Regions from separate parts of the Ovis aries genome. Here region 2 is linked to region 1. The links are chromatin contacts, called in public Hi-C maps. All regions are on one chromosome and are shown on one strand. Each heading gives the region's core, a stretch centred on a gene start, on an enhancer-like site or on the middle of the called end of the contact. The rest is flanking DNA. Distances are from core to core; before and after follow the strand shown.

The links. A called contact is a pair of places that touch in the nucleus more often than the background predicts.
Region 2: a Hi-C map of hypothalamus shows a contact between it and region 1, with 2.9 times the contacts expected there. The contact joins two enhancer-like sites. A contact is called at or near these places in 3 of 16 Hi-C or Micro-C datasets (hypothalamus and tail adipose tissue).

What each region holds. Positions count from the first base shown.
Region 1 is chr10:75,178,625-75,183,072 of ARS-UI_Ramb_v3.0, forward strand. It overlaps DOCK9 (dedicator of cytokinesis 9), which reads right to left. Exons shown (of 53, transcript XM_060394649.1): 7 at 3,419-3,553. Among named protein-coding and RNA genes, the nearest start is that of TRNAW-CCA, 140 kb to the left of the region's middle. Within about 2 kb of position 1,992, at least 10 of the 54 cell types and tissues checked have an H3K27ac peak or open chromatin away from gene starts, as enhancers often do. A contact at or near this core is called in hypothalamus, where this site is marked.
Region 2 is chr10:75,281,030-75,285,477 of ARS-UI_Ramb_v3.0, forward strand. All of the region lies in intron 1 of DOCK9 (dedicator of cytokinesis 9), which reads right to left. Among named protein-coding and RNA genes, the nearest start is that of DOCK9, 62 kb to the right of the region's middle. Within about 2 kb of position 2,547, at least 8 of the 54 cell types and tissues checked have an H3K27ac peak or open chromatin away from gene starts, as enhancers often do. A contact at or near this core is called in hypothalamus, where this site is marked.

The DNA of each region.
Region 1 (4,448 bases), core at 742-3,241:
TCAGTGATAGAAAATTCAACTAAAATGTAACTGAAAAGGTCTCTCAGGTTAAGAATACAAATGAAACTCCCACTTGGGAATCCCACACAAGAAGTTACTTCACTGTCATTGATAATGCACTCTGGTCTGCCTCCCTTTATGTGGTGAATAAATATTCTTTGATATAATTTGGTTTACATAGTGGCAGCTTTCAGCTGAGGCTGGGTCACAAGCTGAGAGCACCATGGGGTCAATTAGCTGTTGATGCAAAGATAATTTTCAGTGGACATTAAGGGGTGCTGTCATCTCGACCTAGGGCCTAGGTACACTTTCCTGTATTCCACCCCCTTTTAAAATTTCAGTTCTGCACAGTGTTTGTGGGTTTCTGCTGTTGTTATAACCATCAGTAATTTAAAAGACCAGGATTTAACTAAAATTTTGTATTTCTGGTTTTCCTAAAAAAAAACTCAGATGATCTAGCAGCCTTGAGCTGGCAGGGCCACCAGCAGCATCAGCTCCCCATTGAAGGGAGCCCTTGTGTTCCAGTTCGTCAGAGTCCCCAGCATTCCGCATTGCTTTACAAGCACACCTCTTCCACCTAACTTATTGGTTTGGCACCTGCAGCCATCTGAGTCTGGACCCATCTGGACCCCTAACTTCCATGCTCACTGTGATGAAACAACAAAGTCTGGACTTCTTCTCCCATTATTAACTACTAGAAAACTGGGCAAAAGAGATGAAACAACTGTTTCTAGATATTTTGCAACCATCAGTGCAGCCCTATGATCTCCGATAAAGGAAATGAATGAGGTGAGCCCTATCAGCACCTTAGCTCTCTGCCTGGACCCAGAAAGGTGAGCCTGAACAGAGTCCAACAGTTCTGCTGACTGAAGAGACTGTCCAGAGTTCACAAGATGTAGGTGAACAGAACATGCAGGACAGAGTCTCCAGAACAAGATCAGAGTTCTCAGCACACACAGACAACAGAGACCCAAACTTAGTAACAACACATTCATTGTGTGGTTTCTGTTTATGTTATGCTTCACCAAAAAAGCTACTAAAAACAAAAACAAAGTCAAGACACAATAACCTAAACTTCAGGTTACCATCCATTAGGGATAAAGAGAAGATCAATAGGGAATAAGAATGGCATCAGACTCCAAAAATAACACTAGCACCTAAAAGACAATGGAAGATCTTCAATGTCTAACTAAGGTAAATTTCACCTTGGATTTTGATACCCAGCCAAACTGTCAATCAAGTATGAATGCAAAACTATAGGTGTTTGTAGACACACTAACTAAAAAACTAAGATCCTATGAATAATTTCCCAGGAAGCAATTGGAGGATGTGTTCCTCTCAAGTAAAAAAGCAAAGGGTGAAAGAAGATGACACAGGATCCTGAAAACAGGGACTCTGACACAGGGAGGAAGGCAAAGGGAATTTTCAGGATGGTGACTGTACAGAGTCACCATCAGATTAGATCAGGAAGGAGGACTGCAGGAGCTGAAATCCTCTCTAGCATCACATAACATCTACAGTTGATGAACAAAGAGAAGCGAACATTCCTTATCTAGCAATATGGACATAGAGCCCAGAAAAAATTTAAAAATACTGGGAAAAGTTGAAAATGATCATTTCAGGGAGTGGGGAGTGGGCAAAGTGAGGGTGATACTGGCAGGAATGTACCTTTAGTGCTTCCTCTCTGTGCTCTTTGACATTTAAACCAAATGAACATACTATTTTGGATGAAAACAAAATTTAATTCTAAATAAACGTGTCAATACATAAGCAAGGGCCAAACCAGAGAGCTGTGTCTCTAACCTTAGTTACACTGGCCCCACAAAACAACCCTTCTTAAAGGACCGAGCTTTGGGCCGATGTCATCAGCAGATACTGACTCATTTTAAGGAAGCATTCTCTGATCACGGTGACTGCGTCTATTGTGAGGAGTCGTCAAGGAGATTGTTCATTAATCACACAGTGCTCTCTGTATGAGGGCCCCTAAGAGAAATGTCTGAATGGGCTTCATTCTGAGATTACTCGGGCAGCTTCTGACTAATTGGGTTGTTTGTATCTACAGACACTGTACAACCAAACGGGTCTCCGAGCTAGAAAGCACAGAGCCAGTGTGTCACCCACCCATAGAAGGCATTAGTTCTTTAAAATATATGCTTTTCCCTCAAATTAATCCCACCTCGTCTCTTCCCTACTCTGACTCCTGGTTCACCTTTCACACCCACTTTAAATTTATAATATCCTATATTTTTGGTATCTTTGTAAATTGCTACCTTAGATCTTCCTGGGAAATGGGAGGGGAGGGGATAAGTGGATGGACGGATGAAGGTGCAGATGGAGAAACTGCCAACCTGCTTTCAAAGGCAATTCCGCACAGGTACGGAAGGAGCCACATCAAACTGTTAACGGCAGCTCTTTGAGAAAGGGAAAGATGGGGGCCAACAGGGACTTCTGCACTACCTGTACTATCTAATCTTCTATAATATTAACATGCTCATGTACTGCGTGTGTGCTAAGTCACTCCAGTCTGTGATCCTATGGCCTGTAACTCACCAGGCTCCTCTGTCCATGGGATTTTCCAGGCAAATATACTAGAGTGGGTTTCCATGTCCTTCACCAGGGCACCTTCCTGACCCAGGGATTGAACCCATGTCTCTTACATCTCCTGCACTGGCAGGCAGGTTCTTTACCACTAGTGCCATCTCTTATGTATAATTAAAATAACATTTAAGATTCACTCTACAACTGTAACAGCACTTATGGCAACAAAAATACCTAATATTGGCTGAATGCTTACCAAGTGCCAGCACTGTTCTAAGCTCTTTACATGTATTGATTAATCCTCTCCATAACCACATTCAGTGCTATCACTAGCCCCATTTAACAAATGAGGAAACTGAGGTGCAGAGAAGTTAAATCATATCTCCAAGGTTACAGAGCTGGTCAGTGGTAGAATGGGGATATGAACTCAGTCTGCACCTGAAACCCAACTTCTTGATCAATATATATGATAATAAAAGTCATCACTGAGATGCTAAGAACTGTCCTGAATATTTCCAAGTTAATTCATCCAATCCTTTAACTTTTTTACCCTACTAAGGAAATATCATTATCTGAATTTTGCATATGAACAAACTTCAGTCAATAGCTGGTCCAAGGTCACACAGTTAAAAAGTAGATGAGCCAGGTTTTAAGAAGAAAAGCATTTGCCAGAGCACTCAGGCCTCCTACAACATAATTCTGCCTGTCTCGCACCCACTGTCTTCTAAACTGATGAAAAACAAACTCAATTTTTACATCTGCCATTATGTTTCTACCACAAATATAGCCATTTTTGGAAGTGTTTGCTTAAATCTGCTAATTCATAGACAGTATTTTTATAAATGAGAAAACTCAATGATAAAACTTGTTTCATATTTACCTGAACCACACCCATACAGGAGTCGAGAAATATTGATCCTTTTGGTTCCTTGGAGATCTTTTCATCTTTATAAAAATTCAAATTGTAGGACCCATCACCAAGTTGAATCAGGTGGAAAAATCGTCTTTTAAATGACTGAGAGAAAAATACACACACAGTGATTGTTTCAAAATGAAAGGAGCCACAATCTCTCTCAATAACTCACAATGATGCCCTGACGTAAAAACCATTTCTCATTCTGACCAGCACCCAGGTAGCTGGGTGAGTTAAGACTCTCCATCACATCTAATAATTTCCCTGCATTTAAATTCTGAGGGGCTGGTTCACTTAACATTCCTGGGTCATTTTTCTCACCCAGAGAATCAGAGATTTTTTACATAACCACCCAGAATCGGGGCAGTGAGTTCTGATTTGGGATGCAGCTGGAAAGGATGGAAACTTTCTCAAATCCCCAGGGTTTCTCGCTCAGAGCAGAAAGTGTTCTCGGCCTCACGATACTGGACATCTTTTCAGCCTCAGGTTTATGACAGTCAGCATTTCCCCTGATTTAATTTTATCTCTCCTGCCCATCCCACCTCCCTTCCATTGCTTCTCTTTACTATTAATTCTGGTCTTTCTCTTCTCCTACTTCTCTCCTGGATAGTTTTTACACTAGTTTTGCTTTTCTCTTGGCAGCCTCCTTTCCAACTTTACCATATTTCCTTAGTCATTGATTTCCATTTTTCTTGATTTTGTTGCAGAAAAGCAAAATTGCTTAGGTGTAGCTCCTTGGTGATGCTCTACGAGGTACTGAGTACCCTTTTTGTAATCAACACAGAGAAAGAAAGGCTATATGGCAACTGCACCTTCACACCAGCCTCCCAATACTCTTGTCACACTGGTGGTTGGAGGGTGACAAGTGGAAGGGAGTGGAAACTGTACCAGTGAGGGTCGATCACTGATCACCAGGGAAGCATCTAATTAACCAGACAATGTCACTTTTGTTGGGAGGAACAGCATACCCATTCATCTTGAGCATCATTCCAAGACC
Region 2 (4,448 bases), core at 1,297-3,796, 100 kb after region 1:
CCTCCTTGATACTAAGAGCAAGATAGTTCTTCCAAAAATATAAGTACCCTTTTCATAAAGTCCATGTATATGAAAATGCAATCAAGTCAAACTATAGATTACTTCTATTAATAAAAAAATAATTAAAAGAGAGAAATGTGGGTGTAGGAACAGGAAAAAGGAGTTAAGATAGTTGATGAAGGGGCAGAAGTTTCAGCAAAGATCATTAAAAAGGGCAGTGGTCTTCCAGAGATGACCAGAGTCCCCCCAAAAAAGGGAGAGAGACTCCTTCTTTTTCTTTGGCAGGAGACCAAGTTAAACCTTTAAAATAAAACAGACCTCCAAAAGGAAGAAAAGTTTGGGCTAAAAAAAACCAAGTTACCTATTGGTAGGAATGTCAAATAGTGCAGGTCACTTTGAAATACGTACAGTATGGCAATTCCTCACAAAATTGAACAGAATTATCTTATGGTCCAGCAGTTCCACTTCTGGGTCAAGCCCCAAGAGAACTGAAAGCGCAGTTTCAAAGAGACGTTCATATACACCCACGACCACAGCAGCACAAGAGCCAAGAGGTGGAAGCAACCTAAGAGTCCATCAAACGAGGACTGGATAGACAAAATGGGGTATGCGCATGCAAGGGAGTATTAGTCAGCCTTAACAGGGGAGCAATTCTGACAGGCTACAGCAACACGGGAGAACCCTGAGGACACTACACCAAGTAAAATAAGCCAGCCACAGAAGGACAAATACTGTATGAGTCCACTTTCACAAGGTACCTAGAATAGGCAAATTCATAAGAACAGAAAGTAGAGGGACTCTCCTGGCTGATCAGGGGTTAAGACTCTGCGCTTCTACTGTGGAAAGCAGAGATCCGACCCTTAGGGAACTAAGACCCCTGCAAACCATGAGGCTTGGCCAAAAAACAAAACAAAACAAAAGGTAGAATGGTGGTTTCCAGGGGCTGAGGGGAAGAGGAAATGGAGAGCTGTTATTTAATGGAAACAGAGTTTGTAATGATGAAAGAGTGCTGAAGATGGGCGGTTACACAACAATGTGAAAGTACTTAAGGCCACCAAACATACCTAAAAGGATGGTAAATGTTATGTTATGTATATGATACGTTATATATACATTAAAACAATAGAAAACCAACTTACTACTAGGCACAGATTTCCTATAACTTCCAGGAACAACTGATATGAAATAAAAGGAAACTCAGCAGGGTAACTAGTCTTACCTCCCATTCTCTCCTCCCACCCCTCACAAAGGACAGATAAGCCCAAGAAACAGGCTTCATATGCCCATTTTCCTTCTGTTTTAACTAGTTTATATTAAATTAACTTATGTACTATAATTTCTATAACTAATAACTATGGTATTTCCTCATTACACTTGGTAATGAACTTCTTAGAAAAACACTTCAAACTATGTACCATCACTGAAAAAAAACAAAGCTGAGACTGAAATTCTTCACTGATAGACAACTTCTTCTTCATTTCACACTACAAAAACGAATGAAACAAGAGCGTTTATACAGGTGCTGATTTACCCCTCAGCTCAGGAAGCTGCAGGCGAAGTCGGAACTTCAATCACAGTTACAGAAGGTCATGGAGCAAAACCACGGTTTCTAGGGGAGCTCAGTTTTTTTAAGAGAAACCAATAAACCCACAAATGCCGCTGCTTTGTCAAATATGAGAAGCTGCCAAAAGAGCTATTTGCAAAGCTTTTCATCCTTACTAAACACATTGGTGGGGAGGAGCGCAATGGAGGGGGCTGGAGGCGCAGAAGAGCACAATGACTACAGCGAGTGCCAAGGCCCAAACTGCAAATGAGACACGAGGTGAAAAAGAAGGCAGCAGGGCAGAGGCATGAGGGCTAAGTGAGAGGTCTCCACCAGCCTCCTCTCAGGAAACGCTGTTTTAGGCAGGCATCTGAAAAAATCACAAGGTATACTGAGCTTAAACAATGGAAAAGGTACACAGCATAATCTGTGTGAAAAAGCACCCACTCCAGTATTCTTGCCTGGAAAATTCCATGGACCGAGGAGCCTGGCGGACTACCCATCCAGGGGGGTCACCAAGACTCGGACATGACGGACCCACCGAGCACCCAGACACTCGTGAAAACAGTTCACGTGCTTCAAACGTGGAGTTACAGCTATTGGAGAGCTGTTCTCACATGTGAGGAGAGACAAAATTCAGATTCCGAAACACTTCAAGTACGCGTATCTTGGATTTTAGCAGCTGAATATTTTAAAAATTGTACTGTCATTGTGTCAGTATAGAAATACTGTCTCAATATGAGTAAGGAAAGGAAATAAGGAAAACATAAACATAAAATTTGTCTGCCATTTTAAAAACTATTGCAATTATACTTCAAAAACACTGCAGCTCAAAATCTCACTCCTGTGTATATACCCAAACACAAAAACACTATTTGAAGATACAGGCACCCCAACGTTCGCTGGAGCATTATTTACAACAGCCAAGATATGAACAAGACCCAAGTGTCCAGCAGCAGATGAATGGACAAAGAAGACACGGCACCCACACACAATGGAACACTACTCGGCCGAAAGAAGGAGGAAGCGACGCCATCTGCAGCGACTTGGATGAACTCGGAGGGTATTACGCCTAGCGAAACAAGTCAGACAGAGAGACAGATACTGTGATATCACTTGTATGTGGAATCTAAAATATACAACAAACTAGAGAGTATTACAAAGAAGACAACTCACAGATACAGAAAATATACTAGTGGTTACCAGTTGAGGAGAGGGACCGGGGAAGGGACAATATAAGGGGAAGGGATTGAGGTACAAACTATTACCTGTAAAATACGTTACAAGGATATACTTTACAAGGCGAATACAGCAAATACTTTATAATAACTACAAATGCAGTTATTTGTTTAAATTTTAAAAACTGTGAATCACTATATTATATGTATAGCTTATTTTTTTTAAAAAAGCTGAATTTCTCCTGAAGGCACTCTATCCTCGACAGAGTTCTCTCTCCAAAGCATATGACGGTCTCCAACACAGTGAATTCCCAAAAGCATTCCTGGCGCTGAGAATTCAGAAGGGAATGGTAGGTAAGATGACTTCTTCAATAATGGCCAGTTAGAGCTATCCAGCTTTATTAAATTCACAGAGCACTTCAGGGAAGTCTTTGTTGAGTCAATAACTCTGGCTCATTCATTCTGTGAGGCAAGGTCTGGGCCTGAGGGCTGAGCCATCTATCCCAATTCATTCTAAGAAATTTATTTTGCAGATCTTTCCCCACAAAATTTTCATCTCTGCTATAACCACAAGGCTTTCAAGGTCCAAAAAAAAAAATTCCATTTGGAAAAAAAGTCAGAGGAGGGATGGAAAGAGAGAGATGATGAACGGGGTAGCTGAAGGTTTATTCAAATCACAGAATGGGCTCTCCTTAGGGCACTCTAGTCATCTAGACAATGAAGGGGATTTATAGTTTAAAAATAAATAAATTCTATGGTAAATCTTAAGAAAAACTTTATATAAACAGTGCTGGGCACATCTCTCACAGAGTCTGTCACGTGTACCTAATTCCTACTACGTACCAGAGGCTGAACACAGAAATTTGGTCACACGGTCTCACTTAATCATCTCAACAACTCTAAAGGTTGAGTTTATAGGTGATCTCACTCATGACCACCATCCCTTGATCTTGCTGCACGTAAACAAGGTCCCCACAGGAAGCCGTCCTGGTGCGCTGGACCACAGGAGCACTGGGCCAACACTGACATCGTGTGGCCTGGGGCTGACAAACCAGAGGGGGTGCCGGACGCAAGAACCCCACAGGCTCAATGTCTCCAAAGTACTGTCACCCTGAATTACGTTAAGAAATGAATTTAAATCATGATATCTGTGTGTAGAAGAATACTTCCCCCCAAATATGTACCCTTGCAACATGCGTTACTGTATCATTTTCTGTCCCAGCCTCTCTAGTCCATTCTAGCTCACTGGAAAGAAGAGAAGAAAAAAGGAAGGGAGTGAGGAAATGGAAATGTAAGAAGGAGGGAGGGGGACAGTCAGAGCCCCTAAACCGTCTTCAGGACCACCACGGCTCACGCCTACAGCTGGAAACCCCACATGTACCTGTCCTCTCTCCTCAACATGGTACCACGACACATAGAGTGTGTCTGTCAACACTTGGAATCACCAGTTTCAAGACACATCCCATTCCCTACGAGCAGCTCATCCTGGCCCAAGAGCAGGATGGAAGGGCCTGCTGAAGACAACAATTGTAAGAACATTCCCAAGTCAGAAGAAGCTGGTCCAGGAATCAAGGGGTAAGAGAGCGGCCACTCTGTTACCCTAATAACACACTCCACCCCTGCTGGTCACAGGGCCTGGTTTGAAAGGGAAGAATGCTTGCAATTAGAGGAGAAAATGAAGCACAATGAATGGAAAGGCGAGACGGCCGCCTGGCCATTTGGGGGCT